2 separate regions of the Mus musculus genome follow, and region 2 is linked to region 1. Evidence: chromatin contacts called from public capture Hi-C data. All regions are on one chromosome and are shown on one strand. The core of a region is the stretch at or near the end of the contact, and the rest is flanking DNA. Distances in the headings are between cores, read along the strand shown.

Region 1 (5,190 bases), core at 1,135-3,634:
CTCTTGTGGGCTACATAGTAAATCCAAGCTAGAGCTACCTGAAGGACTGCCTCAGAGAACGTAGAGGAGAACTCGGTGGCTGGAGCTGCAGAGTCCTAAAGCATACCTACCCAGAAACTGAAACCCCAGAACCACTTAGGTTCAAGGGCAAACAGGACAGAGGTGTCTGCTTCTTCAAGCAGCCAGGAGGCTGCTCTCCTGAGGGCCGCATGAATTTACTAGCTACTCACCTAGCAGCTGGTGGAATGGATCACCCATGTGTCTTCCCTCAGACCCTGGGCTGTCAGGGTTACTCCAAGCAGACCCGGGATTGTTCCATCCTGGGCCTTGGAAATCAGAATGCGCATGGATGGGCTGAGCCCAGCCAAAGCACAAAGCACACTGACAACAAGCAGTCTTTGTAACGACAACCCTGAGGAGTTCAGAGGTGCAGCATGCCTGTGTAGCCATAACGCTGATAATTTACACTTGGTCTCAATATGGTTGGAGATAGCAGACGCAGGGAATGGAAGACTGGATCAGTGTTTTTTCAAGTGCACCCAATACTACTGTTGTACACCTTAGCAGGAAGCCAAGCTCAGGCCTCCAGTGTGAACTATTGATTGAGACTTCATCCATGCTAATGTGCTAACTGACTGCAGCATATAAAAATTACACTCCTAAACAGCTTTTAAAAAGTGGGGGACTGGAAGGATGGCTCAGTGTGGTTAATGCATGCTGCTCTTGCAGAAGATAGAGTTTAGTTCCCAGCGCCCATGTTGTGTGATTCACAACTGCATATAAGTCCAGCTACGGAGGATCTGATGCCCTCTTCTGTCCTCTGAAGTCACACACACACACACACACACACAGAGTACATCCTTTACAAAGGAACAAAATGGGGCTGAAGAGATGGCTCGGTCTTACACGCGTTCACGACTGGCCAGGAAGAACACAGCAAACCGGAATCTTCTGCGGCAAAACTTTATTGCTTACATCTTCAGGAGCAAGAGTGCAAGAGAGCAAGAGCTCTATTGCTTACATCTTTAGGAGCCAGAGTGCAAGAGAGCAAGAGTGCAAGAGAGAGAATGGCGAAACCCCGTCCCTTTTAAGGAGAATTATCCTCCGCCTAGGACGTGTCACTCCCTGATTGGCTGCAGCCCATCGGCCGAGTTGTCGTCACGGGGAAGGCAGAGCACATGGGGTGGAGAACTACCCTTGGCACATGCGCAGATTATTTGTTTACCACTTAGAACACAGGATGTCAGCGCCATCTTGTAATGGCGAATGTGAGGGCGGCTCCCACAGCTCGGTAGTCAGGAACAATTACTACTCTTACAGAGGACCTAGGTTCAGATTCTAGCACTCATACATGGCTCACGGCTATTTTTCTTTTCTATTTGTTTTTTATTGTATTTATTTAGTGTATGAGTGTTCTGCTGCACATACACCTGCAGGCCAGAAGAGGACATCAGATACCACTGTAGATGGTTGTGAGCCACCATGCAATTGCTGGGAATTGAACACTGGACCTCTGGAAGAGCAACCACTGCTCTTAACAGCAGACCCATTTCACCAGCCCCTCACAACTAGTTTTAACTCCATCTCCAGGGGACCCAGTGCCCTTTGCTCTCTACAGATACCAGGCCCACACATGTCATATATGCATACATGCAGACAAAAAAAGCTCATATACATAAAAAAATTAATTTAATTTTTAAAAAAGTTGGAGGCTGGCAAGATAGTTAAGTGGGTAAATGTGCTTGCCACCAATCCTGATGACCTGAGTTTGGTCCCCAGGATCTACCCACATAGCAGGAGAACCAACCTCCCCCACATTATCCTCTGACCTCCACACAGTTGTTTGATCCCACTCCAGAGTCTAAACTGATTGGGTTAGGGTTCAGTCTAGGCTGGGGACCCCAAAGCCTTCACTGCACAGGCAAGAGGACCTCACTGTGAGAAGTTTTGAATACCCTTCAATTTCTTCCTTCCCAAAGACCCTTGAGTTTCTTGCTTGCAGAGTTTATTTCCCCAGCTTTAAATTTTTTATTACATTTATTTATGTGGGGGAGGAAAACAGGGTTGTGTGGAGGTCAAAGGACAACTGGCAAGAGTCGGCTCTCCACCATGTTGAGTCCCAGCGATTGAAGTCAGACCATGGGGCTTGGCGCCAAGTGCCTTTACCCACTGAACCACCCTGCTGGGCCCACTTTCCCAGGCACCACCTCAGTTCTGGGAAGAGCAGGCTGCCATCCAAGTACAGCATGACATCTACGTGCGGTTACAGCTCTGCAGCACACGGCTCTGCTTCGAAACAAAGGGAGAGGACGTTGGGAAGCAACCTTCCCTACCCCCAGCCAGGCACAGACTCAGCCAGGCAGAGGGGTTGGGGGCGGGGCTGCAGTGCAGCTGGGTGGTGGCGATCCCTACCGCCCCAGTCCTCATTTCCTGATCAGCTCAGAAAGCATTTCCATGTTGGCCCAAAGTTTCTGTTTCCTGTCCCCTCCCACACTATTTTTAGGCCCAGCAGGCATTTCCTGTGTTGGCCTGTCCCACCCACCTCGGGTCTGTCCTGGCTTCTCCTATCAGGATGCCTGCAGGGTGGGCCTGACACACGTGATTCCCCTCGTAGGGACCCTGGTGTCCCTGGAAACAGGTTGGTACCCAGCAGGTGGCCCGCAGCTGCCAACTCCCACTTGGTGCCACCCACCCAACGCAAGACTTGCTGTTTCAGAGTCGGCCCTTCCCTTAGGCCTGAGACTCTCCTATCTCTGTGTAGCCATCAAGATACACAGGTGCTGCAGGGACTCCCCAAGAATGGGCAGTGGCACTTCAGGCCTGAAGGTTGGCTTTTATCCTCTGATATCCTAGTCTTGTTGCCATAGTATGGGGAGAACCTGTCAACCTGTGGGTCGTGTCCCTTTTGACAACTATCCCTGAAAATATTTACCTTATTATTCATGACAGTTATGAAGTAGCAATGAAAAATAATTTAATCGTTTCGGGGGAGGGGATCATCACAACATGAAGAGCTGTATTAAAGGATGGCAGCATTAGGAAAGTTGAGAATCACTGAGAGTTCAGGGACTTCCCAGCCTAGACCTAGTCCTTTTACCCTGAGTTGCTCCCCATGCAGCTTCGAGTTTTTAAATACCTCCTGTGCCTAGAATAACAAGGCTCTGTTTACCCAGGCTGAGGTAGACAGGAGAGGACCTTAAAGCTCAGAAACAAGGAGGCTTGAGATTCATCCATCCATCCATCCATCCATCCATCCATCCCAGCCCATCTGACTGCGTGAAAGGATCCACACCACAGATCTCAGTTCTGGGTTCTTCATGACTGCCCTCCTAAAGAGTCTGTATAGACAGCTGACTTTCTTGCTTTCTCCCTCCTCAGGAAAGTATCACACCACAGATACGCTGCATCCATGCCCACTGCATAGATATAAATGTAAAAAGAATAAGATGTTTCCACATCTTCAAGAACTAATTGCAGGGACTGGAGAGAGAGATGACTCAGTGGTTAAGAGCATTGGCTGCTTTTCCGGAGGACTTGGGTTCAATTCCTAGCACCCACATGGCAATTCATAACAATCTGTAAGTCCAGTCCCAGGGGATACAATGCCCTTTTCTGGCCTTCATGGGTACTGCTTGCATGTCTGGCATGGACATGCATGCAGGCAAAACACTCATACACATTTAAAAAATTGTTTTTTTATGTTACACATTAAAAAAATAGTTTTAAAGAACCTTTTGCAGGAGGCAGGGGCAGAAGTAGGTAGATCTCTGTGAACTTGAGGTCAGATTGGTCTAGATAGCAAGTTCCAGGCTATACAGGGCTACACAGAGAGAATCTTTAAAAAAAAAAAATTAGGCTGAGGGTGGTATCATAGACAAGCAATCCATGCAATCCTAGCACTTAGAGACTGAGGAGCAAGGACCAGCTTCAAGGCCAGCCTGGCTTCATAGTGATACCATATAAATAGGCAAACAAATCTCACCCTTTTGTGATCCTTTACTCTAGCTAAGGAAGAGTGGAGACCACAGTATTTGAAGTCAGACCACAGCGTTTTCTCTGGTTCTTGCTCTCACTGTGTAGCCAAGCTGTCTCAAGCCTCCCAACTGCTGGATAATGGGCCTGAGCCGCTGCAGGAAGCCCAGCCTCTTCTCTTTGCATCAGATTCAGGTGGAAAGAAGCCACTTCCCAGAGCAGTGTCTCCAGAACTCTCAAAGGGAGGTTGCCACCAGTACTCTGCAGCCAGCTCCTGTTGGATTCAGTACCACCCACCTGGAACATCAGATTGCCCAAACACCTACAGAGCTATTCTTACACCAAGTCCTAACCAACTCAAAGTGGCTATCAAATGAACATCTCCTCTATCCCTTCTCTGTTTTTCTTTCTCTCTTAATGACATCTGAAACCAGTGGCTATGAGTCACTAGTCTCTGTCTTCTTGACTCCAGAACTTGAGTTCACTAATGGATGGCCTTTCTCTTTCTGGGTGTGAGTCTTTCTGGAAATGTTGCCTTCTGTCCATCTTCTTGGTTAAATGGTTGAAATAATCTATGCAAGATCGCCTAAAAGATATACAGCTCTCAGCTACTGTGTGTCATGTACACACAGTAGGGCTTCGGGGGCTGAGAAGAACCACAATATAATAAAATCTTTTAAAACTCTTGCTATTTTTGGGACTAGAAAGATGACTCGGTAGTTAAGAGCGCTGGCTGATCTTGCCGAGGATCCAGGCTTAGTCCCCAGCACCCACATGATGGCTCAGAGCCTTCTGTAGCTCCAGTTCCAGGAAATCCAACCCCTTCTGGATTATGTGGATATTACATCCATGTATGTGGCACACACACATTCATGCAGGCACAAACTCATGCATATAAAATAAAAACAAACAAAGCTTTTTAAAGAAGAAACATCTTACTACTTAACACAATGTACCACCCACCTAGTGCCAGAGAATAGAGCTGCCCTGGCAAACCCCAGGGACTGTGCAGACAGCTGCCACACTGTAACAGCTGGCAACAGTCACTGCAGAGGACCTGGACAGCTTAGACTCTACACCTGAGCTGATCAACAGAGGAGCCCAGCTCTCTGAATATTGCTCTGTGCTCTGCCCTGTGAGGCCCCCACCCTGTCAGCCCTACATCTCTTGCACTGCCTCTGTTGTCTGGTCCCGGCCATGGCTGAGAAAAGCTGGTTT
Region 2 (5,190 bases), core at 1,956-4,455, 1.7 Mb before region 1:
CAGCAGGGAGCCACCTCAATTCAGCGTGGAATGGGAGGAAATGAAGCTGAACTACAAGAAGAGCTTCAGGCAGGAAGAAAAGTAATGGAAATTTACCTGCTCAAAATGCTCTTTGTAAAAAGTGCACCTATGAGCCACAAACAGGACACATACAAAGTGCTACCTAAACATCACAGCTACAGCCTAGGGTGGCTGATGATGACATAAATGTAGTTTAAGACATTGGCCTGCAATGACACGGCATATAGCTACTTACAGGCACACTAACTGTAGAACTATCTCATTAAAAAACAACACAGAAGCAAGATTTGAATAATGAAATGCCATGGCCACAAACAGAACATCTGTTTAAAGACTTAGCTTTCTGATATCTCCTGAACTCTCCTAGAACATAAACACTTACAGTATAATATTAACTGATTTATAGTATTTATTTCACTTATATCAGCTAAAATTAAAAGACAATGTAAAAGGATAATATAATCAACCATGGCTAGCCTAATATTCACAAACATCTACAAGGTCAGAGAGTATTAATGGAAAAAATGTACAAAAATAATTTAACTGAAATCCAATAAAGCTTCAAGCAACAATCAGAACAGACCTGTGCATTTTTCCAAACTCCTGAAGTCCACATGACTCCCAAGCACCTGATTTACCACAGTGGATACCCCATTGTGGTATTAGACATTTACTAAGCTAAACATATTTTACTTTCAGCTCCAGTTCTCCTACCTTTGAATTTTATTTTGTTAAAGATTTGAACCTGAAGATGAGTCAAATGTAGCTTTAAGACTCTTACTACCCGATAGGATACTGCTACATACTAAAGAATGGGAATGACTCCTGCCGTGTTATTTCTTCTATAACCCTGCTGCCTCCCGAGTATTTACTATTATACACACCTCTTTGATTATACAAACCTAAGTGGCTATGAATAGCGATAACTGAGGGCAAGCACAAAATCACAGGAGGGTTCTACTTGACTAGACTGATGAACGAACTAGAGAGAAGATTTTTAAGAGCTTTACAAGCCGGGCAGTGGTGGTGCACGCCTTTAATCCCAGCACTTGGGAAGCGGAGGCAGGCAGATTTCTGAGTTTGAGGCCAGCCTGGTCTACCAAGTGAGTTCCAGGACAGCCAGGGCTACACAGAGAAACCCTGTCTCAAAACAAACAAACAAACAAACAAAGAACTTTTCAAGCTCTAGAATCCCACATTTACATTACCTATGCATTTCTGGTTACATGGTTTAGAGCCATCTATCTGTATACCATACTACAGACAGCATGTTTAAAAAAAGAAAACAACCACAGATGAGGCCTAAACACACCTGAAAGAATCACAGGTTAGAGACAACCCAGGGGCATACAGAAAGACACTACCACATAGAAACTGAACGAAAGCGAACAAGTAAACAAAGTGAAAAAAAATCTATTCATGATGCTAAATACTTTTTGTTTAATGACTCTGCACATGCATACAGAAAACAATCTAGACCATGAGTTCATAGATGTTTTCTTTCTTCAAAACTTCTAAGATAAAATCAGCAATTTGCACCATGGCTTACCACGAACATAAAACTGCAGAAGACAAGGCCCTTTAATTCACTGTTGAATATGCCATGTCATACTACTTAGAAACTGCTGTTTGTACATGCTAATTGGGGCATGATACAATGGCAGTGTTTACTATAGAAACTCTTGAGAGATGTCATTCATTATGTTATGCACAATATACAAATTGTGTAATGTTACCATACAGTAAAAGATTTCAATCTATATAATTTGAATTACACATTATATTTAAACAATATTAGCTCTATATAAGAACTGTCTGCCAGTACTGAGCAAAATTCAATATTAAAAGGAGCCTTTGTAACAACAATTAATAAAAATGAGGGGTAAGAATTTGAAACAGGGCTCCCAATGGAGGAGCTAGAGAAAGTAGCCAAGGAGCTAAAGGGATCTGCAACCCTATGGGTGGAACAACATTATGAACTAACCAGTACCCCAGAGCTCTTGACTCTAGCTGCATATATATCAAAAGATGGCCTAGTCGGCCATCACTGGAAAGAGAGGCCCATTGGACTTGCAAACTTTATATGCCCCAGTACAGGGGAACACCAGGGCCAAAAAGGGGGAGTGGGTGGGCAGGGGAGTGGGGGTGGGTGGATATGGGGGACTTTTGGTATAGCATTGGAAATGTAAATGAGCTAAATACCTAATAAAAATGAAAAAAAAAAAAAAAGAATTTGAAACAGAGAGCTGGGTGGTGGTGGCACACGCCTTTAATCCCAGCATTTGGGAGGCAGAGGCAGGCGAATTCGAGGCCAGCCTGGTCTACAGAATGAGTTCCAGGACAGGCAGTCTCAAAACCCAGTCTCAAAAAAAAAAAAAAAAAAAAAAAAAGAAAAGAAATTTGAAACAGAGAAAGGAGGGTTGGGAGGCGTAAGAGACAGAGAAAATGATTTAATTATATTATGATCTCAAAAAATAGGAGAGATAAGAAAAACTAAGGAGCCTTTCAAAAAGTTGCCAAGCCTAATTAGACCACTAAACTATCAAACAAATTACCTGTCTACAAAGCTACACCACAGATGGGAACCTGGCAATACTGACAATATTTTTGAAAACTATAAAAAATAAAAAAGCCACTAAAAAGTAATTTGTATGCTTCAAAAATCACACTGTAATTCATATTCCTAAGATATCCAATTTGCTTATTAGATAACTACACATAAAATATAATGCCAGAAATTGAAAGGAAATAGTCTGCCTCAAAATAGTAACACTACTGAAGACAAGAAACGCAAACAATGAATAGAGCCAGGGTGTGGAGCCAGAGATCTCATCACAGAAAGACAGAAGAAAGCTGGGATTGGCTCATCTGTGTTAATGGATACTTAATGTGCTCCAGTGGCCTAAGATATCCATTCACTATGGGTGCCACAAGCCCAAAATCAAATTAAGCTCCTACCTTTGGCTAGAAGGCTACAGAACCTCCCTAAATTCTCTTCCTCCAATCTTATCTCTGTGGAACTTCTTGGTCAAGTATATATCTTAGACACCACTCCATTTGCCAATGGAAAATTACTTCTTACAGGGTTTGTTCTAATTAATGTACCCACTGGTGCAGGGGAGCAGCAACTGGCACACTGGTTGCCTCTGGAGTACAGAATCTTGATTAGGGTCTTTCAAATGTTAACTAACTACCCCTGGAGTGTAGAATCCTGATTAAGGTGCTTCAAAAACGTTCGCTGAGAACCCCTAAGGTGAAGATTAAATTACCTTAAAGAAACCTACAGACAATAAATTACCCCACTCCAGAAAAGATGCTGCCTAAAAAGAGACTATGTAAGGTAGACAGAACACAGATCTCAAGTCACTGAAGAGTTCCCCACCCTGCTGACCTGAAAGCATTGAGTGTACCCAGTCCTTTCATAAGAATTACTGTTGGAAAGATGGTAAGTGTGTTTAAAGCGATGGTAGGAAATATTTTTAAATGAATTTTTATGTATTTTTATTATGTGCACTGGTATTCTGCCTGCATGTTTGAGAATGTTAGATTCCCCAGAACTGGAGTTACAGGCAGTTGTAAGCTGCTATGTGGGCGCTGGGAATTGAACCCAGGTCCTCTGGAAGAACAGCCAATGCTCTTCACCTCTGAGGCATCTCCGGAAGCATTTTTACAACAAAATAAAACAAAAAATTATCTACTTGAAACCTGTTCTCATGGACAGAGCTTAATGCCTATTAACGTATTTAGAGGAGGGACCTACGAAAGTCCAGAAGTCACCGTCAAGGGGACTGCTGACATAAAACTGGCATACAGAAAAACTGATAGCTCTCAGTGATAGCCACTGAAATGTACTGGGTTGCAATCCACTGTCAGTATTCTTTATGTTCAGTTATTTGGGTAGACAGCGAGACACAGCAAAAGTGTGAGAAAACAAAGTCTTAGGATTTTAGGTCTGATTATCTCTATACTTTCAGGCTAATGATCTCCATCAAGTCACTTAATCTTTCATGACCTCTATTCCTTTATCTGTAAAGTGAAATTTTTATTATCAATCTCACAGAGTTGTATATAAATTTAATATTAAATGAAACAGTATACAAAAACTCAATAATAAAAATATTTTTTAAAATGTACATGGAAGACTTCCAGCTTTGTGAACTGTGAGACCACCAATGTAATAGCTTGAAAATACAAATCGCTCCAAATTCAAAACAACCATAAATAAAAATAATAACATTTGTGCTCCAAGAAATTGGTGTCTCATACTCCACCCTGCCTTTATATTGTCAAGTGGAAGCCAGGGGCCGACTCTATAGAGTCCATCATCTTCCACTACCTTCCAACTACCAAAACAATTTTTAAAAAAATAACATATCTGGACTTTGTTATACTAACAGAAGAGGGAGCCAATGAACTGAAAAGTCTTTAAAGTATTCTATACTGAGAGAGAGAGAAAGAGAGAGAGAGAGAGAGAAGAGGAGTATGAACTAGCATATCATAAGACATTCAAAAACCCCAGCAAACATGAATATACATAAATTTAAAAAGATACACAAGAAAACAAGAAGGCAATTCTTCAATGCAACTGATATACTCAAATAAAAATTAAAAGATATGAAAAGCTACCTTTTGCCAAAAACTAAAAATCTATATGTAAACATGAAAAATATAAGGAGATATGAAAAATGACCAAAGTCAGGGAAAAAAGTGAAAGAAAAAGACAATTATTGCAGATATTTAAAAAAAAAAAAAACTTTAAAATATCCATGAGAAAATTAAAAAGACATTTCATAAAAAATGATTCAGAAAATGTAGGGAGAAATAAGAGATTAAAAAGATAAAAGAGAAAGTAGATTTAAAAGAAAACAAGGCAGAAAAAAAAGAACTAACCTTGGTGTGAGAAAGACAGAAACAAAAACTAAAACAAACTCATATAAAATTACAAACCAAGATTTTACCAGAAACTTTCTTTAATTTTTTTTTTAACTTACAAAAGAGGCCATAGGGTATCAGAGAAAATCTAACCAAAATAACCAACTCTAAAACATATCAAGGTGAAACTAATAAATATCTCAAACTAAAACGAAAATCTAGCAGATTATATCAGCATGGTCTGTGGAACCAGGTACTCAGAAGGCTAAGGCAGGGGGTGACTTCAGCCCAGCTGCT

What was found. Capture Hi-C pulls out chosen DNA fragments and counts their contacts.
Region 2: a capture Hi-C map of embryonic stem cells shows a contact between it and region 1, with 4 times the contacts expected there. The contact joins two enhancer-like sites. A contact is called at or near these places in 1 of 15 datasets of contacts at CTCF or cohesin (the NIH/3T3 cell line), 1 of 484 Hi-C or Micro-C datasets (cortical neurons) and 1 of 9 other capture datasets (embryonic stem cells).

The regions. Positions count from the first base shown.
Region 1 is chr6:31,639,960-31,645,149 of GRCm38.p6, reverse strand. No RefSeq gene overlaps it. Among named protein-coding and RNA genes, the nearest start is that of Gm13846, 8.5 kb to the left of the region's middle. Within about 2 kb of position 2,384, at least 79 of the 459 cell types and tissues checked have an H3K27ac peak or open chromatin away from gene starts, as enhancers often do. A contact at or near this core is called in embryonic stem cells, where this site is marked.
Region 2 is chr6:33,324,951-33,330,140 of GRCm38.p6, reverse strand. The region is part of intron 5 of Exoc4 (exocyst complex component 4); the gene reads right to left. Among named protein-coding and RNA genes, the nearest start is that of Exoc4, 78 kb to the right of the region's middle. Within about 2 kb of position 3,205, at least 1 of the 459 cell types and tissues checked has an H3K27ac peak or open chromatin away from gene starts, as enhancers often do. A contact at or near this core is called in embryonic stem cells, where this site is marked.